3 separate regions of the Mus musculus genome follow, and regions 1 and 2 are each linked to region 3. A link is a contact called in public Hi-C data. All regions are on one chromosome and are shown on one strand. Each heading gives the region's core, a stretch centred on a gene start, on an enhancer-like site or on the middle of the called end of the contact. The rest is flanking DNA. Distances are from core to core; before and after follow the strand shown.

Region 1 (3,793 bases), core at 767-3,266, 170 kb after region 3:
AGACAGTGACCCAAGCTGCTGAGGGTGGCCTTTAAGTTAAAGTCAGCTAAACCGAGGGGTTCCACTCCACTGGTCACAAATGGCCACATTCTAAGTGCTCAGACGTAGACGGGGAATGTGGCAAGGTTGGCGGGTACTTGCCTGGCGTGCATGAGTTGCTGGGTTCCATTCCAGCACTGTGTATAAATGGAGGTTCGTGCTTGCAAAGCTTGGCACCGGAGATGGGGAGACAGGAGGGCCAGGTATGAGGGTTCATGGTCATTCTTGACTATGTAGTGAGTTACACATATAAGACTTCCCCACCGTTCTAGAAAGTTCCTGGGCATTGCTGAAATGTAGATCCCACCCTGCTCCTGCACCAGCCAAGAGCACCAACCTTTACAATCTCTTGGTGGCTGTGTATTCTTTGTTATCACGTGTGCTGGTGACTATGTGGTCCCCGTGGTCCAGGCTGCCAGCCTGTCCTGGGACTGCCCTGGCTTGGCACCGCGACAGCCTTCACAGCCCCAGGAGTCCCGCTAGCTGGCAGGAGGATGTGGCAGGGATTCCAGGCCTGGCACCTGGCATGTCACTAAGCAAGGCCAGCAAAGCCTGAGATTGTTCCGGCCCCACCCTGACAGCTCAGGATGTCGGCTAGTACTTCAGAGAAAGGCTGCGGCTTAGCGGGAACTAGGAAGCTGGAAGAGGCTTTACTGGACCGCTGGAAAATTCTAGTTGTTCATCAGGTGAAAGAGGAGGGGAGGTGGTGGAGATTCTCTAAGAACATGGCATTGATGTTGGCTGAGGTCCCCCTCTGGCTGTACCTGCCCATCTCTTATATGCCTGATGCTGTACTATAGGGACATGGTGGCTCTAAGTCAGGTCCTGTCCCTGCTCTTTGGGGCTCATAGAGCATCAGGACAGATAGATGCACAAAGAGACCATGGTCTAGCTGGTGACACCGAGTGCTAGGACCAGCACATTGACCTACAAGAGAGGGACCATGTCATCCCTTTAGGGACCTACACAGTGGTGTCTGTCAAAGTGGTTGCTGGCACCAGCCGCAGGGCATCATCATCGAATAATGGGGTCCTGCTCATTCCTGTTTCTTTGAGAAGGGCTCTGTTTGTTGCCTTTTGATAGAGATGGTAGGAATGAATGCCTGCTGCTTCTGGAATGTTCTCAGAGTTACCACCTGATTGATAGCTAAGATTAGCTGAGCACTTAACTCTGAGTTGGACACATGACTGATGCCCCCCCCCCCCCGCCATTGCGCCTTCCCCACCATGACTGCCCCCTGTTCTTCAGAAGAGGGAAACTGAGGCAAGCCATCAGGCTGGTATCACACAGCAGCAGCTGGGGATGCTGAGGGCTTCCTGGGAGTTCTGCCAGGCCCATAGCGTTGTGAGGGGGTGGGACTGAGTGACCTTCAGCAAAACTTCCTCAAGCCACATGTCACCGTCCCTGATCCCTGTGCAGGTACAGGTTCTACACCAGGGATCGTAACACATTCAGAGGAGAGAGATCAGGCCTCAGAGGAGCTTGTGGGTCTCTAGAGCGATGATGTCAACCCCGGAGGGATGGTTCCCCCAAGACTGACTTCATCAGAGCCACAGTAAACAGGCGAAGCCCTTGGGGCTGCAGCCAGGGTCAGCTGTTCGTCCTGCCCCACTGGCTTACACAGGGTCCCATAGATGTGCTTTCTACCTAACATGCCATGAGTCAGGCCACTGGCATTTGTGTCATATGCTGAGCAGGCTCAGGTTTAGGGTTGAATTGTCTACGACTGTCCTATCCAGAGTATGGGCTTCAGGTCTGATGGGGCTCTGGGGCTGGGGCAATGCTGGTCTTTTAGGGTAGGTGGGAGGGGAGGTTCCTACCCACGGCTGTTGCTCCACATATTATTCTTAGGTAGGTGGTACAGGCTGGTCAGCTGCTAAGTTGAGAAAGGAGGGGTTCTTCAGTAAGCCAATTCCCTGTGGCGCTATGCTGAGTGCCAGCCATGTCGCAAGCACCTCCTCTGACCTATGGCGGTGTCACAGGCTTGTATCCGCTGTCAGCTGAGGCTGCTGGGAAGACACTTGCTTGCAAGGGAAGTTGAGCTGCGCCTTCAGACTGGCAAAATACAATGAAATATACCGGACGTTGTTGCTCACGACATTGAGTGGCTCAAGGGCACGCAGCTGGGGAGAGACTACGCCAGGAGGATTTGAACGTGTGCCTGTGTGTATGTGTGCATGTGTGCATGTGTGCCTTGTCTTCAGAGCCTAGCATCTTTTAAAATTTTGTAGGGTGTTTTTTTGTTTTTGTTTTTGCATTTTATTTAGTTTATTTGCATGTGTGCCATATCACACACATGGAAGTCAGAGGACAGCCTTTGAGGGGTCAGTTTTCTTTGTCCCTCCGTGCAGCTCCCAGGAACTGGAACTCGGGTCATGAGGCTTGGTGGCAGGTGCCTTTGTCTGCTGATCCATCTTGTCCAGGAACCACAGGCTCCTGTCTCTCCTCTGAGACAGGTCTCTCTGGCCCCACCTGCATTGTCTTCTCTGCCTGAGGTGGTAGAGAGGGTAGGAAGGGCCCAGGTGGGGAATCAGAGGTGTGGGTCTCCACAAGCTCAATACAGCGAGTTCTGCCTCCTCCCTCCTCCTCAGACCGGTATCTTTCCCCATCCACGAGATGAGAGTTCCGATGAGAACTGGAGCAAGATGGTGCGTACCTGTGTTCCCTGCGCCCTGCAGGTAGAGGCAGGAGGCTCAGGAGTTCAAAGTTACCTTCCCCTACACAGTCTCAGGCCTTCCTTGACTTCATGAGACCTTGCCCCAAGAAGCAAACAAACAATTCAGGTTTCCGCGCAGGAAATGAAGGTGGTATTGCTGCTCCCGTGGGAAGGTCTCTGGGTGGTGGGTGTCACCTGTCGCCAAATGTGAAGGTAGGGGTGGTAGGGTCAGTGCCCGGCCTCTGGGTTCTGCCCTTTTTAAGTGGCTTTGTGGGCACATACCATTTTTAAGTGGCTTTTAGGAGTCTGTATCTATCCCTTTGATACCTCTGGGAGACCCTGATGGGGGAAACCAAGGCACCGAAGGGTAGAACCACCTCACATCAAACTGTCCATAGTTGAGGCTGGACCCCAGGAAATCTAGTCCCCAGACCCCTGCCATTCCTGCCCTTTGCTTTTCTCCTCAGGATCCCCCCTTCCATATTTGCACCTCAGCCGCATCCCTGAATCTATCTCTTACTTGTAATTTCTCCCAGGGTGTTTTCTTGCGGCTGGCCAGGTTCTCCCAACAAAAGCAGGACCTGACCAGTGGAGTGAAGGTGGTCCTTGTAAAAGCCTCTAAGTCAGTCAGGCTGCAGGAGTGGGCACCCAGAAGCTCCTCCACATGCAAAAACTGCCCGACCAGCACCTGTTACCTGCTTCCCGAGTCACAGCTGCACCCTGGGGCCTTGTTTATGAACAGAAACCCTCCAAGGCTACTAATTTCTAGCAAGCTTACTCCTGGACATGGCTCAGGGCTGGTCAAGTGTCCCCAGGAGGAATCTGTCCCATGCAGGGTGACCCCACAGTGCCTCCTTCTCCCATGCTGAGCAGTGCCCTGCGTGGTTTGAGTGCCCCCAGACAGTGGAGCTAGGACAGGTATGGGTCTCGAATGCTGTCCTCTGGAGGAGAGTGCTTGACAGCTGGAAGGTGACCCAATGAAAACTCACAGCAGCATGCTGGGGACGGATGCTCATCACTGCTAGAGAGCTCCTGATGGTGGCAGTGTGCAGCAAGCCGTGCTTGCTCCAGTGACAGCTAAGAAAGAGCCAAGGCTCC
Region 2 (3,824 bases), core at 128-2,627, 130 kb before region 3:
ATTGCTGACAGCTTGGATCTTTAGGTGGTGCCTCCCAGGGCCCAGCATCTCCTGGATGTCTCTGTCCAAGGTCAGATTGTAAAGCTGCGAGCCCCTCTGGGCGGTGAACTCAGCCAGAGTTCTGTTATGCGAAAGCACAGCATAAGTCGCCCCGGCTCCTAGCGAGAGTAAGGGAAATTTAGAAAAGCTATTATCAACGGTGCAGCTAGCATTCTAAGATAGTTCAGGCTGAGTTCTAATGTCAAATTCAGCAGTAGACATAGATATGGGTCCAAAGAAATACATGAGGATAAACCACTGTGCTAAATGCTAACTGTAACTAATTTTTAACTATTTTTGAGATCGGTTTAGTAAGTGATTTTTTTTTAAACTTTCTGGATCCTCTCTGATCATTTTTTAAATTGTTTGTTTGTTTGTTTGTTTGTTTGTTTTTGAGATAGGGTCTAAAGTAGCCCAGGCTGTCCTTGACTTCATTCACTATGTAGCAGAGGCTGGCCTTGAACTTTTAATTTTCCTCTCTGAACCTCTCAAGAATCAGTATTACAGGCCAGCACCACTGTGTTCAGTCTGGAGACCAAACCCAGGGTTTCTTGAACGGCAAGTACTCTTCCAACAGCTGCAGCTGCAGCCCCGTTGTTATTTGTTTATGCCCTTGAAACCAGAAGTTTGTAGCAAATGCTTAGAACATCCTGATGATAGGGACACCCCCCCTTCAGTAAGAAACTGAAAAAGAGGCATGGGGGGGGGTGCACAAGAGTTGTGAAGCAGGAAAGCAGGAGAATGAACTTCAAGAGTTGTTTTCAGCCAAAATAGGTGAAGGTGTTTCCTCCAACATCCACTGATGACCTAGGACAGGCAAATCTCTATAAAACTCAGCCTGTTCCCCACAAAGTGGCGCCTCCCTTGCAGGCTGCAGATTGCCGTCCTAGCTGGATGCCAAATATTATAGTGGGTTGAAAATATGTGTGTGTAACCAGATGATATTCTTCCCAGTAGAAGCCATGCCAAATACATTTCTTGTTTGGATAAAGGGGGAAAAATAGGGGGAGGAAGAGGAGGAGGAGAAGAGGACATACTGGTGGTGGTGGTGGTGGTGATGATGATGAAGATAGTGGTGTTGATGATGGTGATGATAATCATTTGGTGATAATGGTGACAGCCCAAAGCCCTACAGGAGCAGGGCCCTTTGCTTTCATGTGTATCCCCACCTTCCCCACGCCTGGCAGAGCTGACACACAATTACATTTGTAGGAAGACTAAATAAATCAACAAAAGATTTTTTTTACTTTACCCCGGGTGCACATACCAGCCCCTGTTAGGCAGCAGGCACACAGGAACAGGAAGGAAGCTCACGAGTGCCGTGTCAGAGCCCCATCACATCCCCATTAAGACGACCGAGTGAAAGATGTCATACTGAGTCAGATCCTTCCTCATTTGATGATTACCACCATCATCATCACCATCATCACCACCATCACCATCATCATTACGCCATCACCACCAACATCCCCCACACCACCATCACCATCACCCTAGCTCTGCACTGCATAATTTATGTCAAAAGGTCTCCATTAAGCACTCTAACTGGACTATGCTTTGTGGGGAAAGATTGCTGTGGATAAGGCAGGGGTGTCTCTGTGGGCAAAAACGGTGCTACTTAAAATATCGATGGGAACAATCCAAGCCCTGGGATGGATGTGCCAAGGAGTAATGGATCGGTGGGCACAGTTAGAGTGATCTCTGTAATAAATTAGAGCGGAAGCTGTAACCAATCAGCGTAGAAGCCTTGGCTAATCAAGGTAGATGCAGGAACCAATCAGAATGGCCTCTGGCTTAAGTGGAAGACACTGTGTCCAATCAGAGTGTACCCTCGCCAGAACTGTGGATAGGCTTGTATCCATGTGTGAACCGCTGATTGTCAGGTTTCATGGCTACAGGATGGCGCCACGCAAGTGGTCAGCCCCTCCCAGTCCCACCCCTTCCTATTGAAACCCACCCCTCCACCCCCCACCCCCCACCCCCCCCGCCGCCCAGAGAAGTGGTATGGAGAGCCGGTGTTTCAGATATAGATTGTGGACTTGCAGAAAGAGCCTTGGGAAGGTGAGGGTTCTCGCCGGCTCACTAACCTAGCTTGGGGTGGATTAACGTGGAGTCTATCCTGAGTGTGCCATCACAGGTCAAGCACTTAGAGCCCTGAAGATGCCACGGGTGTTTAAAAAAATGAACACAAGGTAGCTAAGACGCTAAAGCCTCAGGTTAGCTGGATAGATTTGGGAGAGGCAAATCCCACCACGTGCCTCCACCTGCTCCATCCTGCAGACTCACCTCCATCCAGATCCACCTGAACCCACAGGGGTTCCCCAAAGACAGCCTGACAGAGAAGGCCGACTCCAGCTCCAGCCAGGCCAGTGCACCCAGTGATACGAGGCGTCTCCACCTTCTCGCAAAGGATCACTTGCTTCTGAGCAGTCACGTGCCACTCACTGGTCGTACACTCAGCAAACACTGTGAACTCCCCAGGAGAGCTGAACTGGTGGGTCACGTTGCTGGACACACTGTGGGAGGGAGAGCGGGGGTTCAACAATCATACATGAGTTCACAACTCTCGTGCTCTGCAAAGGCAAGATGGCAGGGGCGGGGGCGGGACCGCATGTAGCACAGTGGGGAGCGGTCTTGTCTAGCATGGATGCTGTTTGGAATTTGATCTCCAGCCCTCCGTTAACTGGGTGCGACGACGCCTATCTGTGGTCCCAGCACCCGGCAGGAGGAGGCAGAAGATTAGAAGTTCAAGATCATCCTCTGCTACATAGTGATTCAGAGGCTAGTCTGGACTGTCTCAGTCAGTCAGTCAGTCAGTCAGTAAATAAATAAATACATAAAAGTTTGACAAAGACAAGAAAAAGATGTCACACAACACGCCCTGTTCTCTATGTTAGGGGAGGTCACACTATGACAACTCAGCATGGGATCAGGAATAGCATGGATCAGCCTTGGAAAATGTCAGCTGCCAACCCTTTGAAAACAATTACGTGTGTGTGTGTGTGTGTGTGTGTGTGTGTGTGTGTGTGTGCCAGAGGTCAACCTTGGGTGATATTCTTCAGGAGTCCAGTGAACTACCGGGATCCTCCGGTCTCGGTCTCCCCAGTCCTGGGATTACAATGCATGCCACCATGCCTGACTTTTTATGAGGGTGCTGAGCATCAAACTCAAGTCTTCTTGCTTGCATACAAGCCACCTCTCCAGCCCCTTGGAACAGCACGAACCTTATAGAACACATGCTTCTGGAGGCTAAAGCGTTCGTTGTCTTCTCTCCTTTGTAGCAGACGACCCATGGGTCCCCAAGAACCTCCGTTATGTAATCTCTAGGAATCCCTTTAGTTGAAGGGAGGTGCTTCGCCCCAAGGACATGTTGTGCCCCCAGGCACATTCCCCCTTCTATTATTGGTGGCTCAGGGCCAGTGTGTGGGTGACAGTCCCCAGATTGAGAGTTACACAAGCTCAGGGACCCTGAGGGATCAGCAGTGTCTCCCATGGCACTCCACTTTGACCTCACCCTTTAGTCTGTCTCCTCCTCCTCCCCTCCTCTTCCTCTTCTTCCTCCTCCTCCTCTTCTTTCTCCTCTTCTTCCTCCTTCTCTTCCTCCTCCTCCTTCTCCTGTTCCCATCAGTATCTGGTCCTCCGTACCTACTCATTTTCCTCTCCCAAGAACAGACTCCTCCAACAGGCAAGCATTAACAGCTTTTCCTGGGCAGAACACCTTTGAGCTTCCCAGAATCTCTCATCTTCCCTTATACCCACGAGTATAGGGGGATAAGCGTTTTGCA
Region 3 (3,894 bases), core at 290-2,789:
CATGCTGGGTATTTTCTCAGTGACTTGAGAAGTTGATATCTGAGTTACTCCTCTGTTGCTGTGGTAAGACATGATGACTCAGACAGCTTATAGAAGAGCACGTGACATTGGGCGTATGGTGTTAGAGGGTTAGAGTCTGTGAGGCTGGAGCAAAGGCGTGGCAGTAGGAACAGCTAAGGGGTTACATCTTCATCCAAAAGGTGGAGGGAGGGAAGGAGGGGGGGAGGGAGGGAGGGGGTCAGAGGACTGGTAATGATGAGTCTCTTAGAACCACAAAGCCCACTCACTACCAGTGGCACACCTCCTCCGACAAGTACACACACACACACACACACACACACACACACACCCTGCAACCCTTCCCAAGCAGTTCCACCAACTAGGGACCAAGGATTCAAATATATGGGTTTATGGGGTTTATTCTCATTCAAACCACCATAGTGACTTAAGGAAACAACACGGAACCTGGAACTTAGCACATATCTGACGTTGTCCTGTTAGTGTAATGGCTGCTTTTTTGTTGTTGTTTTGTTTTGCATACAGAGTTTCTCTGTGTAATCCAGGCTATCTTGGAACTTGCTACATAGACCAGACTGACACTGAAACTCAGTGATCCACCTACTTCTGCCTGGGGTTAAAGGCTTGCACCACTACACCTGGCCATATGTAGCCTTTTATGACAGGGCCTGCATCTGCTTTTCCTGCTGCTGTCTGCCCAGAGGCTCTACACTGAGCCCTTAGCTAGCTCATCTCTAGGCTGCTTCTGCCTGAAATACCCCTCATTGCCCATCTAGTTAACTTGGCTGTTTCCAAAGCTGTCACTCTCCAGAGAAAGCCTTTGCTGTCCTCTTCCATGCTTACACACACACCTCAGACCCTGATCCCTAAGCTTCTGCACATAGGGCTGGCTTCCTAACTGCTAACTGAGTGTATACACGGCTCGGTCCCACGTGGTCCTCCAGTAGGAAACCTGACAGGCATCAGATGCTCAGTGCATCATGTGTCAATTGAGCTGGTGTCTGAGATATTAAAACACTGTCAGGATTCAATTGCCAGGACCGACCCCCAAAAGCGAAAGAAAGCGGAGTCCCACAGCCTGTCCTCTGACCTCCACACAGCTTGTCAGTGCATGCACACAGACACAAACACAACAGAGATACACAGAGACACTGACACACACACACAGACACACACATGTACAGATACAGAGACACTGACACACACATATACAGATACACAGACACACACATATACAGATACACAGGCACAGAGAGAGAGAGAGACAAGCACACAACACAGACACACACAGTAAATGAATAAATGTAAGAAGAACAACCTTTTTAAAAATGCCAGACAGGCCATGGCGTGAGCCTGTGGTAGGCACTGCCCCTCCCCTCCTCTCACACATTTTCGTAAGCACCAGGCAGTGTTCTCACTCCAGTGACGTATTCAGATCCCCAGGGGAGCCTGCTGCACAGTGTGGCCCTATGCACTTTATTACCAGATGGGGGTGCCATAAGATAGCGCCTCCTTTCCTGACTTTGAGATCGGCGAAGAATAAACAGACACAGTGTTAGACATGCCTGTGACTGTTGCCTGGTCTGTCACGTGTTTTCCCTCTCAGACACTTCAGACGAGTCTTTACTTCCCGTCATCAGAGGGAGATTGCCAGGGGAATTCAGTAGACAGAAAATGAGGAGGCAGCTTGGAAGGCATTTGCTGGGGGGTGGAGGGGATGTCAGGCTTCTTACTTCTCCTTTGAGAAGCCACAGTGGGGGAGGCTGCCTCCGTAGGAAATAGTGTATTCATCTCCTGCCCAGATGAGCGGGAGACAGTCTGTCCCGCCTGATTAACAAGCAGTAGCAGTGTGTTTGCCTTCTGATAAACTACTTTTTTGTGATGGCTGACTCCGTGCGTAGTCAGCGTGAGCTGCAACATGTCAGAGTCGTTTGCTTACCTTTCTTTTCCTTTTGTCTGCTGCCTTGGGTGGGATCAAGTCTGACTGTAACACTTCCCAGGCGTGCCGGGACACACTGTATTGTTAGAAGAACCTTGGGTTCCAGTCAGCCTGCTCAGAGTCCCTTCTGAGTAGGAGACCACAGCGCTGTGATGGGAAGGAGGGCGATGCTTTGTTTCTTATTCGTTTCTTTTTTTAAGATTTATTTATTATTATTATAGATAAGTACACTGTAGCTGACTTCAGACACACCAGAAGAGGGAGTCAGATCTCATTAGGATAGTTGTGAGCTACCATGTGGTTGCTGGGATTTGAACTCAGGACCTTCAGAAGAGCAGTCGGTGCTCTCACCGGCTGAGCCATCTCACCAACTGTGATTTGTTTCTATGTGTCTACTTTAACTCTTTCTTTTTCTGTTTCTGTTTCGAGGTCTCACTCTGTAGCCCTGACTGGCCTGGAACTCTATATAGTCTGGGCATGTCATGATCTCACAGAGATCTGCCTGCCTGCCTCTGACTCCCCACCATGCCGGACCTTATATTTATTTTTTATTACTTATTTATGTATGTGTGCGATATGTGGGAGATGATCAAGGGGGTCAAAAGAGGGTGTGAGATCCCTAGGAGCTGGAGTTGTGAGCACCAGACATGGATGCTAGGACCCGAACTTAGGTCTTCTTGAAAAGCAGCCAGCACTCTTTACCACTGAGCATGTCCCTGGCCCCATCCTTGTATTTAAAGGGGTTGGGGGAGGGGGGCCAGTCAGTAAAGTACTTGCTGCTCAAACCTTCGGGTCTTCATTCTGTCCCTGGTACCCTCAAGAAAGCCAGGTATGACATCGGCCTAGACCCGTGTGCAAGCACACCATCACACACGAATACATACATAAACACATGTGAATATAACATCATCACACATGAATACATACACAAACACACAAAAAATAAGTTCCCAATCTTAAAACCTTTTTTTTCTAATATACACCATGCATCTCCAGCCTTTGTTTTCCCAGACTCCCCTGTGTAAACAGAGAGCAGCTGCCAGGACCTCTTGTCAGTGACACTCAGGGCATTTGTAAAACACTGAGCATGAGCAAAACCAGATGCTACACAGTCACTGCCTGCCTCATGCGTTCCCCTGCAGCTACGAGGCTCAGGCACTGTCAGCCTCCAGTCTCACAGTGAGCACGGCGCACAGGTGCTGAGTGGTCAGCAGACCTGGAACCCACACTCGGGCTTTGGGGCTGCAGAGTCCCCCTTTGCACCCACCCAGCAGTGGGCAGCGTTCCCTCCTGGGTCTGCACTCTTGCACACTGTGGAAAGTGCTGCTGTCAGATGAACAGTCTGGGTTGGATGGGAGGCCACTCAGATTGTATGTAAGCTCTTGTCTTTCCTGTCTTTGTTCCTTATTTTTAGATTAAAACTTTTCTGGAAAAATGCCATATCTTACTATTTTCTATGCTTTCTGAGTTTTGTTTTTGTTTTTGTTTTTTTAAAAAGCTGTTAAAAAGAAAAAAGAAGAAAGGCCATAAATTCCTCCCAAGTCATGGTAAAGACACACTGAGAGCAGGGCCTTCCCTCCCTCCTCTGGAAGTCCCCTGAGCCCCTGTGCTGTTCTCAGCTGTCCCCACAGTCTCTCTGACGACTGCCCGCTCTACCGTTCACTCTCAGGCCCCCTCTCTCCTGCCTCTCCCTGCCGTGACTCCGAGCAGTCCCAGAGCTGTTGCAGGCACTGCCCCTTCCACTCTTCTGCAGAGTGGAGTAGACACTGAGGTCCTCCCAGCGCCCTGCTCAGGTCCGTGAGCTGTGCTGAGCTCTGCTGAGCGTCCTCCACATCCTGAGTCTGCGGCGGCTCCTGCCACATCTTCCCTTCCTGAGTCCCGTCCTCTTCCTCTGTCTGGTTCCCGCTTTGGCACACGGTCCCTGTGTTGTGTTGCCA

Evidence for each region. Hi-C and Micro-C count contacts between places; a contact is called where the count stands out from the background.
Region 1: a Hi-C map of bone marrow-derived macrophages shows a contact between it and region 3, with 35 read pairs. The contact joins two enhancer-like sites. A contact is called at or near these places in 1 of 15 datasets of contacts at CTCF or cohesin (pro-B cells), 4 of 484 Hi-C or Micro-C datasets (bone marrow-derived macrophages, myeloid progenitors, nephron progenitors and 1 more), 4 of 115 datasets of contacts at active chromatin or transcription factors (Th17 cells, embryonic stem cells and large pre-B cells) and 2 of 9 other capture datasets (adipose tissue and liver).
Region 2: a contact with region 3 is called in a Hi-C map of bone marrow-derived macrophages, with 41 read pairs. The contact joins two enhancer-like sites. A contact is called at or near these places in 6 of 39 promoter capture datasets (the HPC-7 cell line, HPC-7-derived erythroid cells, hematopoietic stem and progenitor cells and 2 more), 2 of 15 datasets of contacts at CTCF or cohesin (large pre-B cells and pro-B cells), 25 of 484 Hi-C or Micro-C datasets (the AML12 cell line, B cells, the Ba/F3 cell line and 16 more), 4 of 115 datasets of contacts at active chromatin or transcription factors (the HPC-7 cell line, bone marrow-derived macrophages, double positive thymocytes and 1 more) and 1 of 9 other capture datasets (adipose tissue).

What each region holds. Positions count from the first base shown.
Region 1 is chr8:117,362,950-117,366,742 of GRCm38.p6, forward strand. The region is part of intron 1 of Cmip (c-Maf inducing protein); the gene reads left to right. Among named protein-coding and RNA genes, the nearest start is that of Gm51554, 50 kb to the left of the region's middle. Within about 2 kb of position 2,017, at least 59 of the 459 cell types and tissues checked have an H3K27ac peak or open chromatin away from gene starts, as enhancers often do. A contact at or near this core is called in bone marrow-derived macrophages and myeloid progenitors, where this site is marked.
Region 2 is chr8:117,065,759-117,069,582 of GRCm38.p6, forward strand. Pkd1l2 (polycystic kidney disease 1 like 2) reads right to left here. Exons shown (of 43, transcript NM_029686.4): 6 at 2,326-2,555; 7 at 1-158. Among named protein-coding and RNA genes, the nearest start is that of Pkd1l2, 15 kb to the right of the region's middle. Within about 2 kb of position 1,378, at least 24 of the 459 cell types and tissues checked have an H3K27ac peak or open chromatin away from gene starts, as enhancers often do. A contact at or near this core is called in the HPC-7 cell line and bone marrow-derived macrophages, where this site is marked.
Region 3 is chr8:117,196,737-117,200,630 of GRCm38.p6, forward strand. All of the region lies in intron 9 of Gan (giant axonal neuropathy), which reads left to right. Among named protein-coding and RNA genes, the nearest start is that of Gan, 41 kb to the left of the region's middle. Within about 2 kb of position 1,540, at least 141 of the 459 cell types and tissues checked have an H3K27ac peak or open chromatin away from gene starts, as enhancers often do. A contact at or near this core is called in the HPC-7 cell line, bone marrow-derived macrophages and myeloid progenitors, where this site is marked.